2 separate regions of the Mus musculus genome follow, and region 1 is linked to region 2. The links are chromatin contacts, called in public Hi-C maps. All regions are on one chromosome and are shown on one strand. The core of a region is the stretch at or near the end of the contact, and the rest is flanking DNA. Distances in the headings are between cores, read along the strand shown. Region 1 has its middle 66 kb from the start of Platr6. Region 2 has its middle 37 kb from the start of 1700020N01Rik.

Region 1 (6,861 bases), core at 746-3,245, 160 kb after region 2:
ATTGGGAAGAAGAACCAGAACAACCTGTTGGGGGGCTTCAACTTTGGGGGGCTTCATTCATAGGATGCCTGGTATCTGGACACTCCCCTCCCCATCCCCGTAGCTCCTCCACCATGCTTGCCTTGGCAATTGCCATAGTCAATGTCTCTCCTTCTTCTATTAGAGAGAGAGAGAGAGAGAGGTAACTTACACACTTTGGCTTTCCTGAAGAACTCAGCCAGTGTCTCTATGTATTCATTTGGCCATGCTCACACAAGACTTTGCAAAGTGGCCCCACTGAGATTTAGACTTCAGTCCATGTTGTGGTGAGGGGAGAGGGAAGGGAAAGGGGAAGGGGAAGGAGAGAGAATGAATTTAGAAAATTGTAACTAGCAACTTACAATGTTCATTGTTCGCTGGATGTGGTAGCACATGCCTATAATCCCCAGAATTCCAGACGCAGGGGGATCTCCATCTGGTCTGCACAGACAGTGAAAGAAGGTCTCAAAGAACCAAAATCAACACCAATGAAAAATCCGTTATTGTTACCATGTTGTTATTGTTTATACTTAGTTACCCTTGGCAGCGATGTGTTAAGACAAATCAATATGTAGGTGACTAAGAGTAGATAGCCACAAGAACTGCCCTACATAGTGAGGACAAAATTATACATCCAGGTAAATCTAACGTCTCTAACTAATAGGCTGGTGGAGAAGTTGGGCTACTCCCCAGTTGCTCCTAATCGGTATGACAAATGCATAAAAAGGAAGATCATGAGGCAGCGCTGAGTCTGCTGCAGAAAGAGGGGAGAGGGAGGCAGAGAAAGCCCTGTGGGCGCCTGTGTGTGGTGTGCGAGGTAGGAGGACCAAGGGAGCCAAGGCAAGCATGGTGGAGGAGCTATGGGATGGGGAGGGGAGTGTCCAGGTACCAGGCATCCTAAGCCAGTCACAGTCAGGGTCACCCCCAAAGAGAAGGGAACTGCAGGCCTCCGAGCATAAGACATGGGTGGGCGTCTGAGCCCGGAGTAGCATCCACAGCGAGGGAGGAGTGGAAAAGCACATGGGCTGGGCCTCCCCACATGGGCTCCTAAACACCTCAATCCAGCTGGCTCAGCCTGGGGAAGGACTCTCCATGCACAACCTTGTTTCTGTTGGGGGAAAGATTATTACTTTTAATTTCAAAAATGCTTCAGAGAAGAAAACTCTTAAGAAACCTGTTCCTCAAATCAGGTTTTCTCACAGTATGTGAGGCTGTGTGAGCTTCCAGATTCTGGGCGTGGGGGTAGGGTGCGGGGAGGGGAAGACAATAGAAACTCAAACTCCAGTCTCTAGGGGATTGAGAAAATTAAAACAAAGCGACTTCTGAAAAGATTGGGAGATCAGTCAGAAAACTTGCCTCCAAATCTGCCCTATCAGGTGCATGTCTGCTCATTACCCTCAAGTGGTGAGCGCTATCCACCCCAGAAGTCCCTTGAGCATGTTATTTGGCCTTGACAATCATCAGTCCTCATTCAGGTGAGGACATTGAAGCACAGGAGGCGGGGGATAGCCCATCCATCAGTGACAAACAGCTGCCACCGCCGCACACAGCACACTCAGGGACACTCCAAAAGCAGGTCACATAACCATTTCCCTGCATGCCTGGATGGGCCAATAGACACTGAAGCAACTTAGACTCCTGTCTTCTGCCTTTGAAAACAACTCTCTTAACGGAGCAGCTGGTTCAGGTGGCAGGTGCTCTTAACCTGTGCTGTTCGTCCACACTCGTCCCCTTCCTTGCACACTGCCTCGTTCAAGGGCTGGAACCTGACAATATTTTCTGCGTGCTTCTTAAGTGTATCATTTTACATGGCCGAGGGATCACACTACCACACAGCCGTAAGTCAATATTTACACTCATTAGTTATAGGCTGATAAACTGAGCTGGAAGCGGGATGACTGGCAAGCTCTGGGACAGTGGGAGGCACGGCAGTCAAACGGCAACAGAGCCCTGAAAGTTCCACAGGGCTATGAGTCAGCAGGATGAAATGATCTGCATGCCAGGGGCAACTGCGATGGCTGAGACCTCTGGAGGCTTGCTTGCCTTCAGATCTTCCTTCCCGGTTTGACTACATGAATCACGAGCACCAACTAGTCATGTTTATGAGCCTTAGTCCCTTCCTGGGACTCCCTTGGAAACCAACAGCAGAATCACGAACAATGTGTTTTCTAAGTCAGAACACTACCCAATTAGTCTAAGCTGAGTTCCAGTTAAGGAATTCCATCCAGTCTGACTCAGGACTTTGTCTTGGTGACACCAAAACAAACAGAGACCACGCAGAGAGCAAGGATGACCCTGGTGAGGGGCAGATCCTATACTTGGATTTTTTTTTTGGACCCCCTATGCTCAGTAGTCAGTCTTTGAGAAGGTTTTGGGAGGTGGATACTTGTTTATACATAGCCACCACAAAGATGTATCATTAAAGGGTAAATAGAAACACTTGTATCATATTGAACCACAGACCTGGAAACTGGAAACAGTGGGAATTCCTTGCTCTATGGCATTTTTTTCACATCTGCTTTCAAAAAATGTAATATCCTTCTGCCATATACTGTGAATAGCTCAAATTGACAACAGACTCATTCTACATATGTATACGTGGATATACATGTACAATATACATGAAATAATTTGTGGATGTGCAAACCGATACCATTCATCAGACATTGCCTATGTCCTATAAACACACATCCTGGTTAAACCTCACAACTACATACTACTATGCGAGGTGTCTTCACTCCCATGCTACACATGAGGCAACGGAGGCAGAGGTGAGTTGCTCTAGGCTGGCAGGAAGGAAGTAGCAGGCAGGGATAGAGACTGACTCACTCCAGTGAGGGCAGCTTCTGTGAAAAACACTGTTAAAATCTCTGTGCTACAAGGGATGACTGCTCTGTGGTTTCAGCTGCCTTTATCACCCAAGTTAGACCACTTCTCCATCCTATACAGCTGCACATCCATGGGCAACCTCATATGGTGGATGCAGCATGACAGAGGAGTCCAGAAATGTACCTCTACCCCTAGGTCCTGCAATATATCTAATGTCCAAATGCTACCATTCCAATCCTTATTCTGTCTCCAATCCTACCGTTTTACCTAATAATACCGGAGACAGAGTATTATGTAACTGATATCAAGCAAGACTTAAAGGAAGACCATGTTAAAAAAAAAAATCACATATATTTTCCACCTGTTTATACTGAGAAGAAAACACGGCTGGTGCCCAGAGAAAGCTGATACCTTAGGGGCAGTAAGCATTTTCTTCATTTGTTTCTGCTTGTGTATCTGTGGATTCGGTCCTTTCCTGTCCTCAGAAAACTCCCCAAGCATCGTCCAGAATCCCTAAGTTTTCCACTCTTCCCCCTTTTACAGGGTCCACATGGCCATAAGGTTCACAGGCCTTAAGAGAAGCCAATTGCTGTGGTCTTTGGTGTGCCCAAAGATTAACTACTGTGGAAACTTTTTACTGTACGGAGCGGAAATAAAAAATGAAGAGGAGAGAAAAGTAGGCAAGCAAGAATCTTTTAAACTCACTTTTATGTTCCTTCCTAATGGCAGCTAATTATCTTAGAAAGGTTTGGATGCCAGCTCCAGCTGCCCCCCCCCAACCCCCACCCCTGCCCTTAACAACTGTATCTTAAAATCTCTTTCACGATCTGAGTTTTCAAGATAAAAAGACTCCTGAGTTCTCCAGCTTTTCTAAATGAGGAAATATAGGTCACTTCTAAGAGAATTGACTTCTCAAAAACATGAGAGGCTCACTCAAGAAGAGGCCTCATCCAAGAGGCAGAGCAGAAAGCTGAGGGGCCTTCCCGCACAGCACAACAGCAGATAGCCTCCCTCATCAGTTATCATGAACACAGGGGGCTCACAGTCTTCCTACAGCCTACATGCATCATATTCTCTGGGCTTTGAGGAGAATGGCTGGGTTCCCCCTCCCAACTTCCTCCCCTCCCCCTTCCCCCCCCCCCCAATTCTGCCCTCATAGAATGACATGGGATCCAATCCGACCCTAAGCCCCAGAACATAGCCTTATCCAACTCAACCTGTGGCTAAGCCAGTGTGAGCCCTGGGGTTCCTTACTCAGTCCTGGGCCAGGAATGCTCTCCTCACCGCGGGCCCCCCCCCCCCCCCCGCTATGTCTAAAATCACACACAAGGTTTTGTGAAAAGAAAGTTGGAATTGAAGGATGGGTGGAAATGAGGTCGCGGAAGGCTGTGCCATCTTCTTTGCTATCAACAGCCTATCCAGGCAGCGTGCCACGTGAAGCTCAAAGCTGTGTAGGCTCCAGAACAGAAAACAGAGACCTTAGAAAGAGGGGAGGGAGCAGGTGCCAGCAGGTGCAGGGAGATTAAAGGCTCGACAGAGCCCACATTACGAACACAAAATGATCATGTGGGCGTCTGCTTTATCTCTGCTGTGGAACACTGTGATAAATTATTAATAAAATGCCTTGTGCAGAGACTGAGGAAAGAAATCTCCCCCTCCCCAAAAAAGCTTCAGCAAATTAGAAACAGGTTTGTTTTGTTGTTTTTTTTTTTTAATTTTCACTCTGAATCTTGAAAATAGATTAAAAGCGAATTTGTAAACAGTATCTGTGTTCTTTACAAAGGAGGAGAGAACAGAGTTTGAATTTAAAGAAGGGTCTCTGAGAAAAGTCAGCCTGGGGAGAGTACAGTTTTTGATATTTAGCCACTTGTCCTTAGTCCTGGGAGGTAAATATTGCATTTTAACACTAAACACAGCTTCATCCCGTGAACGTCTTACTGAGGAAGGAGTTTCCGTTCTTACTTTTTTTTTTTTTTTACTCTTTAGAATGAGATTTGGGTTGTTGGATTTTGTTTGTTTGTTTTGTTTTGTTTTTTAGGCTTTTTTTTTTTAAACTTTGTTATTTTAATGCAACTGACTCGATGCACAGAGGTTTTGTTCTTCATATGTCACTGAGAACTAAGATGGGGAGTAAGCCTGTGGCCCAGTCAGTGCCTGCTTGCCTGGCTCACCTGAAACCCTGGGTTGGATCCCCAGCAAAGCATGAACTGGGTATGGGGGCACACGCTGGTAACAGAATTAGAGGTTCAACACCATCTTCAGCTATATAGTAAGTTTGAGGACAGCCTGGACTACATAAGACCCTGTCTCCATGAAGAAGGGGGAGGAGAAGGAGGGAGAAGATAAGGAGGAAAAGAAAAAACAAAACAAAACAAGACAGGAGACCAGAAAAGGCTGTGAATTCAAATTACACCCCCCCACACCCCCCGCAAAATACCCTCTAAAGGTTGGGACATTTTGGCCCACATTTCTAAAGAAAAATGAAGCAATTAAGGCACGTGAGTGCATTCTAGGTAAGCTGCCGTACGAATAGCTATGAGCTTTCCCAGAACCCTGAACCTTCTCCAAGCCTGTGATCCTAAGCCCTCTCTACCCACACACCCTCTGCATGTGCTTCTCTTCTTTGTCCCCTTCCCCCACTGAGAGGGTTTAGTGAGTCTGTGTTTTCTCATTTTCCTCTGCTTGCTGAATTTTAACTGTAGCTCCGAAGTCGCAGGCAGATGGAACACACCCTGCTCGAGAACACATGGCGGAACTTCTGCGAAAGTGCTTCGCCGTTTTTGAAAGTACATGCGTGATGTTTTGCAAGTTCAGTGTTGCACCAAAATCAACAAAACTAGCTCAGAAAAATGGTCAGCTTATAATGTCTTTCTCCTTCAATTCTCTATCTCTTCATTTCAGAAAAAAATAGATAACGTCTTTCATCTAAGACTGTGAAATTAATAATAAGCAACATTCGACATCTTGGGATATAATTTATGTCATGTTTCCTATGTCTTATTATTTACACTGTAGATGGCAAGGCCTGCCCATGAATGAGCTGGACACATAAAGGAATTGGCTAATAACAATTGGCTGACCAGTAAAGATGGGAGAATAATCTACCAGAAAGAAACAAGGCTCACTTCATGCTAAGACTATGTGCTATTTCTTATAGACTCTGGGGAGTGTAGATCCCCTTATGGCTACACTGGCAAGTGCGATGCATATGAGACAAAACTTCTTCAAGCAAACTCAGCACCTCATACCCTTCCTCACCCCACCTGAGCTCCTCTCAAGCACGGCAAGGGGAACAGAAGCCACAGAGCAGGCTTCTAAGTCCTTCAGGGAAACCATCCTCTCATGTCTAAAGTGGGAGACGCACTACCGATTGCTGTCCAGCCAATTTGTCAACAGGGCAGAGACTGGCTAAACTCTCGGAGCCTGAAGGAGGAGAATAGTAATTTCATAGGGACATCAGATAGGCCTGTATTACACTGGACACCTTGTCTGGGCTCCTCCACAGAGCTGCCTGAACTATGTTCTGGGAAAGTAATTAGTGGGAAATGAAGGCATAGTTGTCAAGTGGCTTCCTCGGGGTTGTTCCCATGGAGGAACACATGGGAGGGGGAGAAGAGAGAGACCCTGAGTTTACCCCTAACACACACACATACAAAGGCACCCACACACAAAGACACACACAGGCACACACAGACACATGCAAATATACACACAGACACACACACATGCAGACACATACACAGACACATGCACATACAAACACACACATAGGCACACACACACACAAAGACACACACATATACACAGGTACCCATACACACAGACACACACACATACACACAGACACATGTGTACACACATAGACCCATACACAGACACACGCACACACACAGGCACACACACACAGAGACACATACACAGGCATCCATATACATAGACACACACAGAGACACACAGTTACACACATACACACAGACACACACAGATACATGCACACACACATACACAGAGACA
Region 2 (6,824 bases), core at 601-3,100:
TGCAAGATGAATTACAGTCAGAAGCCCTTGAACTTTCCAAACAGATTTACCTACATGTAAGGGCTAGTGGCATGGTGAGAATCTGAGTAAGACAGAAATGGTCCCTCTCACTCGACAATCTCATAACTGCCTTAGTAATGGACCAGACCTTCTGTCTTCCCACTTAATGTCCACAGAATAAGCCCTACATTCTGCTACCTGCCCATTGCATATACAAATGTGTGCTTGCTGTCTGTATAAAATGGGACTTCAGAGAAAATGGACCAGGGTGAAATCCTGCCCCAGCCTCCCAATCAAGGTATATTTTCTGGGTCAGGTGGCTCTTGTTCATCCAGCCACATAAGTCTCATTTATCCTTGACTTGTCTGACCTCCTAAGCCTTGCCCTTACCAATCCCCTGCCTTGAACCCGGGAGTCCAGAGAAGGGAGTCAGACTCTATACTAGGAGTCTGAGGTTCTCTTGCAGCACAGCCCTGCCTGGCACAGCTTGGCAGAAAGGGCAGTGTCTGTATCCACCTTAGAGGATCTCATACAAGGTCTCCATCTTTAACTGGCATTTGCATCTCTCTGTTTTTAATCGATAAGTAGACCCCAACTCTGTTTCTCTCTTTTATTTTTTTAATATTTGCCCACATAGTTAATAATGAGCCACTTTTTGGGCCATGCTGTTAGCCAGGGTTTGTAATGGAAGTTGGCAAGGTAAACGCAGCGCCTTGGAAACTACTGGACTGATTTTTTTTCCCTGAAAAGTTAAATAGAAAAGACTCTTTCCCCCATTGGTAATTTTCATTTATAGCTTGATTTACTAGGTTAGCTCAGAGTTTGAAGTAGACTATAAAGCACATGGGTTCTTTACTACCCAGATTGATTTCCTATGAAGAACGAGAAAATGTGGCATCACAAGGTCAACTATGCTGCAAGAAATAAATGATGTGTTGTCTGATTTTGAGTTATTTAAACATAGAAAAATGCTGCATGAAGTTTTAAGAAGTAACCTCCAAAGAGAAAAAATATGACAGGAACAAAAATATTCAGAAGGAAGGAAAAGCATGGGCTTTTTGTAACTTTAAATTGTTTAAAGATAGGCTGGAGTCCATGACATAAGGAGTCCTATTGAAAAGTAAACCAGCCTGATTAAAGGCAAAAACAAACAAACAAACAAACAAAACCCTTTCTCCTGTTCAGCTATCAAAAGCTCTATGTAGTTGGTCCCCAGTATGATTTAGGTATGTTCTCTGTCCCCCAGAGAGCCATGTGCTGTAATAGAAGCTTGGGCTCCATTGTAATAGTCTGCCTCTTTAAGGGGTAGGCTTAGTGGAAGGTGGTTAGGTCATAGCAGCAGCACCTTTGAAGGGCATTAAGGTAGTTCTTTTGGGGATGAGTTGCACATAATGAGACCATCCCATGTACTTGATCTCTTATGCCCACAGACATTTTCATTTTTTACTTCTCCACAATACTGTGACACAGTTGGGGATGTTACCTACAAATATCGTTGTTCTATTTGGACATTGTGACCCCAAAATTGAGTCAAATCTCTTTTCTTCACATAATTCCTGTGATAAAGTAATCTGTGGTAGCAACACAAAATGAACACCCACTTGCCTCTTAACGTTTCACAAGGTCAACAAGTCAGAGTGCCCGATCGAAGCAAAGTCACAGGTGAAGATTTGTCCCTGTGGCTCACAGTTACCAGCATGAGTCAGAGGAAACCCGAGGGCACCGTATGCATATTCCAGCTTTCTGGAGCCTTCCATTCCCTGTTTGGGTGGGCCATGAGCTTTCTGTGTTGACTCTAATACGGAGAGAAAGAGACTGCCTGTGTTGCTAAGCTGAGGCTGACCTCACAGCTGTTTCCTCATGGGGCTGGCTCGGCCAGGCTCCAGCCTCTGATTGCTTGTTTGCATGGGTCGGTCCAGAATGTCCTTTTTGGCAAGAACATTACTCATGTTTTCCATCCTCTGACATAAATTCTGCCAGTGTAGTGACCATTTTTATAAGTTGGTACTGAACACTCCTCTACATTTTGGTCCAATCCCTCTAGTGTCCAGTACCTTTTATTACAGAACCATTTATATGTTTGTTTGTTTGCTTGCTTGCTTGTTTTTCAGTTTAACAATCCACTTTCTTTCCTGTCTCTTATGTGTACCAAGATCAGAACTGAAGCTAGGTTTTTGCAATGACCTTAAGAAGAAAAGCAAATTTCCTTTTAATAATCTATGCCTTGCAGGAGAGAGAGGGGGAGAGGAGAAGAGGAAGAGGGTTAGGTGTATCCAGCGTTTTTCTCCTTAGAGGAGTTGACAGGCATTAGATACGCTCTTGGCTTGAGGACATCAAACAAGATATGCATTCTCTCCATCTTCCAAGAAACTGTAACCGGATGACTTATGGTCGGTCCATCATCGCCTCCTTCCTTCATCCATTTTGGTTATCTTTTTTTGCAACCCTGTCCATGAGAACATTTCATTTTTCAATCATGTGGTACATAAAGTTAACCACAGTTATCGTCTCTTCGTGAGTAAATGAAAGGCATTTTGAATGCCTGGAGCCAAACAAGTTTGATTTCACAGTGAGGCATCTTAAAAAGCAGAAAGGAAAGATGAGGTCCGGTTACTGCAGAGCTGTGCAGCTCTGCGTTGCAATCCCCAAAACTGCTGAGCATGGACTCTGTGCACCCCTGGCAGGAGACTCAGGTCAGGAGTTCAGAATGTCTTCCCAAGGAATAAATATACTCTAGACATCATCTGAGCATTCAGTTGGGTGACACAGGATGAGCCACAGGGAGCTCAGTCCCTTGTGGTAGACATGGTTAACTGAAGCATTGGCTTTTAGAGAATTCAATTCAATTATAGCGTAGCAGCTTATTTCACTGTTACCCATCCTTTCAAAATGAAAAGTTGACGATAGGAAATGACCTGAGAATGTTTGTGATGAAATGTGAATATAGAAATCAGAATGGCTAGTTTCTTCAGCACTGTAACTAGCCAGGCAGAAGGAACAAGGGATACAGGGAGAGAAATAAGAGGGAAGATGGGCAGGTTTTTTTTTTCCCATCTGTCTATGCTACTTGTTATAATGTTTGCACATTATTTTTTTAAGTACAGTACAGACTTGATGAGTTTTGCTGTTAAGTGGTCTGTTTGTTATAATTATGCTAACACCTGATAAATGGAGAGCCCCCAAGCAGCACCTAGTTTTGCCCTGTACTTTCACTGCAGAGCCTCCAGGGAAGATGGGTATATAAGGCATCCGAGCTTCAGACACTCCAAAGATTTCCAGGACAATCTTGGTGTAACACCAGAAGTACCATACTCAAAGATTCCGAGGAAAACAAACAAAGCAAATCAAAAGAGTCTTTCTTCAATTTTCTTCTAACACATAATGGGTTTTTAAATACAATTTATTTTTGAATAGGTAGGTAATGATTTACTTAAAAGTTTAAAAGATGATGTAATTTCTATATACCCTGTATTCAGCATCCCTGAAATATTAATGTCATACATTAATATAATTATATTTGTTTAGATATGTATGGATTATTACTGGCTAAAGTATACTCTTTATCTATTTCCTTATCTTTACATCAGTGGCCCTTTCTACTTGACAGCTACATCCATGTAGTTATAACATGCTTATTGAGTTGTCATCTCAGGCTGTGTTCATAACTGAGATAGTTTCTTAGACTCCTCTTGTTTTACAACCTTGGATGTCTTTAGGAAATTTGTTAGACAGTTTTGCTTCTTGGACAGTATGCCCAAACATTATTTTTTTTTTCTGCTTAGGCTGAGACTGAATAGGGCCTGGGTCTTTGGAGAAAGACCACAGAGGTCAAGGGTTGTTCTCACTCCTTTCTTTATGGATGCACACAATAAGCATGAATGAATGTCAGATGGTTAGTGTTGACCTTGGCCTCCTGGGGGAGGCACCAGGATGTCTCTTTAAGATGGTTCACCACTTGAGTATCTGCCAAAGGGAAGAGTTTCTTTTTTTAAAAATGTGGCAAAAGTTTATAAGCAGTAAGTCCTTAACCTATGACTAGCAGAATTCATGCTGTTTCCTCTTCTTCTCATATACCCATCTGATACTTATGTGTGCTTATAAATTCATATTATCTCATAGATGAAAGTGCCATAACCCTTCAGAACCACTCAGACACGTTGCCAAGACGTGTGTGGTGAAGATAATCCTGAATCTTTGTGAAGGCGGCTGTGCATAAAAAGTATCCTTCCATTCTACTGACAGCATAGATAAGTCTCACAGAGGTGACAAATCAAAACCGAGCTGTAAGTGATGACAACATGTAGGACATAGGAACCATGGGGCAAGGTCGCACTGGGGAATCCAGTATTTCTAAGCATCCCAGGTCCTATTTGAGTTGTTATTTCTTCCTAGATTAGACCCACTCAGACCACTTAATGAAAACTTGTTGAATGAATAGCTAAAAATTTAATAAAGACCTGAGATCATATCAAAAGTGGCTTCCAGATAAAAACTTTACTCCATAGCTATGCATAATTGTAATTTGTGAACAGAAAATGAATTTGTAAATATGTGCACACACAGTCAACCTGACTGGCAGTCTTTCTTGAGAATATCGCCTATCCATAATCTTTTCCCCCCAAAAGTCTTGAACTTCATTTTTGTGGCAGAGATTGGACAAGCCTGACCTCAGGACCATCTCACAGCTGCGCCCTCCCTTACCCTTGGCCTGAAATATGGAAAAGAGTTGAACCAACTACAGCTTTCCTCTGGAAAGTTGGACTAAGAAATGAGGAGTAAATGACCAAGAAGCAGTTTTACTGCAATTGTCAAATTGCCACAGGCACAGTGAGCCAGAGCCATGTGCAAAAGCTTATGAGCTGTTACAGAGAGGAAAGGCCAGACTGGTCAGGGATAAATATCCTTGAGGGAGACTGCCCTAGAGGCCACACAAGACACATAAAGGAAACCAAGAAGGAAAAAGACCAGGGACTAAACCAGAGACAGACCAAGGACTTTATGACCTTCTGATCCATTTGGGTTTGTGCGACTAGTTTCAGATAATACTTGACTCACTTCCCAAAAGTAGAGTTGGTCTCTATTCCTTAGAGCTCACATAGCTTTATGTAAACCAGCTTCCACAAGTCTCTACCTACTTAGCATCTTGAGCTTTTCAAATCCACTGTCCTTTGCAAAAGAAATATTTTAAGTGTGGTAGGACTCTAAAATTTTTATCTTGCTGTTTTTCACAAGGTCTGTTTAGATGCACAATAGGGAGGGAAGGTGGACCAGCTGGATGCCAGCATGGTATAGTGTAGACAGGCATCTGTCCCAGCTTCACCATGCTACAGCCTTCATAGGAAATAAGAACATCACATTCTATAACTATGCAGAAACGCTATCTGAAAATTAAAAAAAAAAATCCCATAGTGCTAGATGGTGCTGTGTCATCAGCTATCAATGTATTATCCAACTTTGAACCCTGTGAGCTACAATGATGACCAACCTGCCAAGACATGCCTCTCAGTGCCATAGTAGAATGAATACTATGGAGGAACCAGCCACTTTCTGATTAGAATTGAGGCCAACCTCAGAGGAGAGAATTTATGCCTGACACTGAAACCTGGCCAAGATTGTGTGGCTGGGAAGATCAGATGGGAGACCCCATTTCTACTTTACTAAGCAGGGACAGCATCAAATCGCCTCCTAAATACCTGTATTATATCATAGATTAAGGCAGCTCTCAACCCTCATTAGAAAAGCTCTCCCCACCCCACCCCCTTTTTTTGCAGTGAATGGCACTTAAGTAAGAGACAGGTTAATGTAGCCAGTCAGAGTGCTGAGAATGAGTGACTGTGGAAAGATCAGCCCCAAATGGCACATGTGAGATATCACACACACACACACACACACACACACACACACACACACACACACACACACACCGGAGCTCAAGGAACACTGTGGAAGACAGAACAGCAAGAATGCTAGAGCCAGAGGTTGGGAGGACCACGTGAAACAGTGTCACTTAGTCATGAGACAGCTGTCGAACTGAACTCACAGCAGCTGTCACTCTTGTCACACTTGTGTGACTACGTAAGACCTATACAAGTTGGGATAAAATTCTGGCATGGAATTTTAGGGGAGCAGCACATGAGGCCCATCCCTCGTTGAGGAATTACCAACAGTTGAAAGAATTAGAATAGGGAGAGTCAGTTTTCTTCACTGATGTGGCCTCTGGTAGGTTGCCCATGCTCCAGTGGACAGCCCTATATCCATGTGCATGAAGGAAGCACTGGGTGGACTCACTAGGGTATAAAGAGAAGACCTGGAGTTGAGAGATGGACAGGATAGGGGCTCTAGGAGGAGCTGGGGGGAGGGTGTCATCAGGGGAGAAAGTCAATACATGCTCAAGGTAGAATGTTCTGCATAGCAACAGAGTAATAAAACATTAAAGTTGTTAGCTATTCAGACCATCAGCCGAAAAACATAAATATTTCAGTAATTATGCTTCCCTTGAATACAGTCTCTACTTCTCTTGCATAGTAATTTGACCCTTTTCAAGTACATTTATTGGAGCTTTCTTGAATTTAACTTTCTAATTTGAGAAATGATTTTAAATAAACCTATTTTTTTAATTAATTATATAGAATCTTCAATGAATTCTCTAAATAGCCATTCTTTTATTTCATAGCATCTTTTTATTTTATGATTAGAAATAGTACAGTTCTACACAGTAAATTAACAATGAATAAGTAGTCATGACAGTATAAAAATCTCAACTTGTTGGCACCTGGCAGGATTCTGTTTATTGTCAACACAATAGCTATGTAGTTAGATATAGG

The links. Hi-C and Micro-C count contacts between places; a contact is called where the count stands out from the background.
Region 1: a contact with region 2 is called in a Hi-C map of uterus, with 1.9 times the contacts expected there. The contact joins two enhancer-like sites. A contact is called at or near these places in 7 of 484 Hi-C or Micro-C datasets (embryonic stem cells, muscle stem cells, myocytes and 2 more), 1 of 115 datasets of contacts at active chromatin or transcription factors (fibro-adipogenic progenitors) and 2 of 9 other capture datasets (adipose tissue and embryonic stem cells).

What each region holds. Positions count from the first base shown.
Region 1 is chr10:21,788,331-21,795,191 of GRCm38.p6, forward strand. No RefSeq gene overlaps it. Among named protein-coding and RNA genes, the nearest start is that of Platr6, 66 kb to the right of the region's middle. Within about 2 kb of position 1,996, at least 115 of the 459 cell types and tissues checked have an H3K27ac peak or open chromatin away from gene starts, as enhancers often do. A contact at or near this core is called in adipose tissue, muscle stem cells, myocytes and 1 more, where this site is marked.
Region 2 is chr10:21,626,866-21,633,689 of GRCm38.p6, forward strand. No RefSeq gene overlaps it. Among named protein-coding and RNA genes, the nearest start is that of 1700020N01Rik, 37 kb to the left of the region's middle. Within about 2 kb of position 1,851, at least 53 of the 459 cell types and tissues checked have an H3K27ac peak or open chromatin away from gene starts, as enhancers often do. A contact at or near this core is called in adipose tissue, muscle stem cells, myocytes and 1 more, where this site is marked.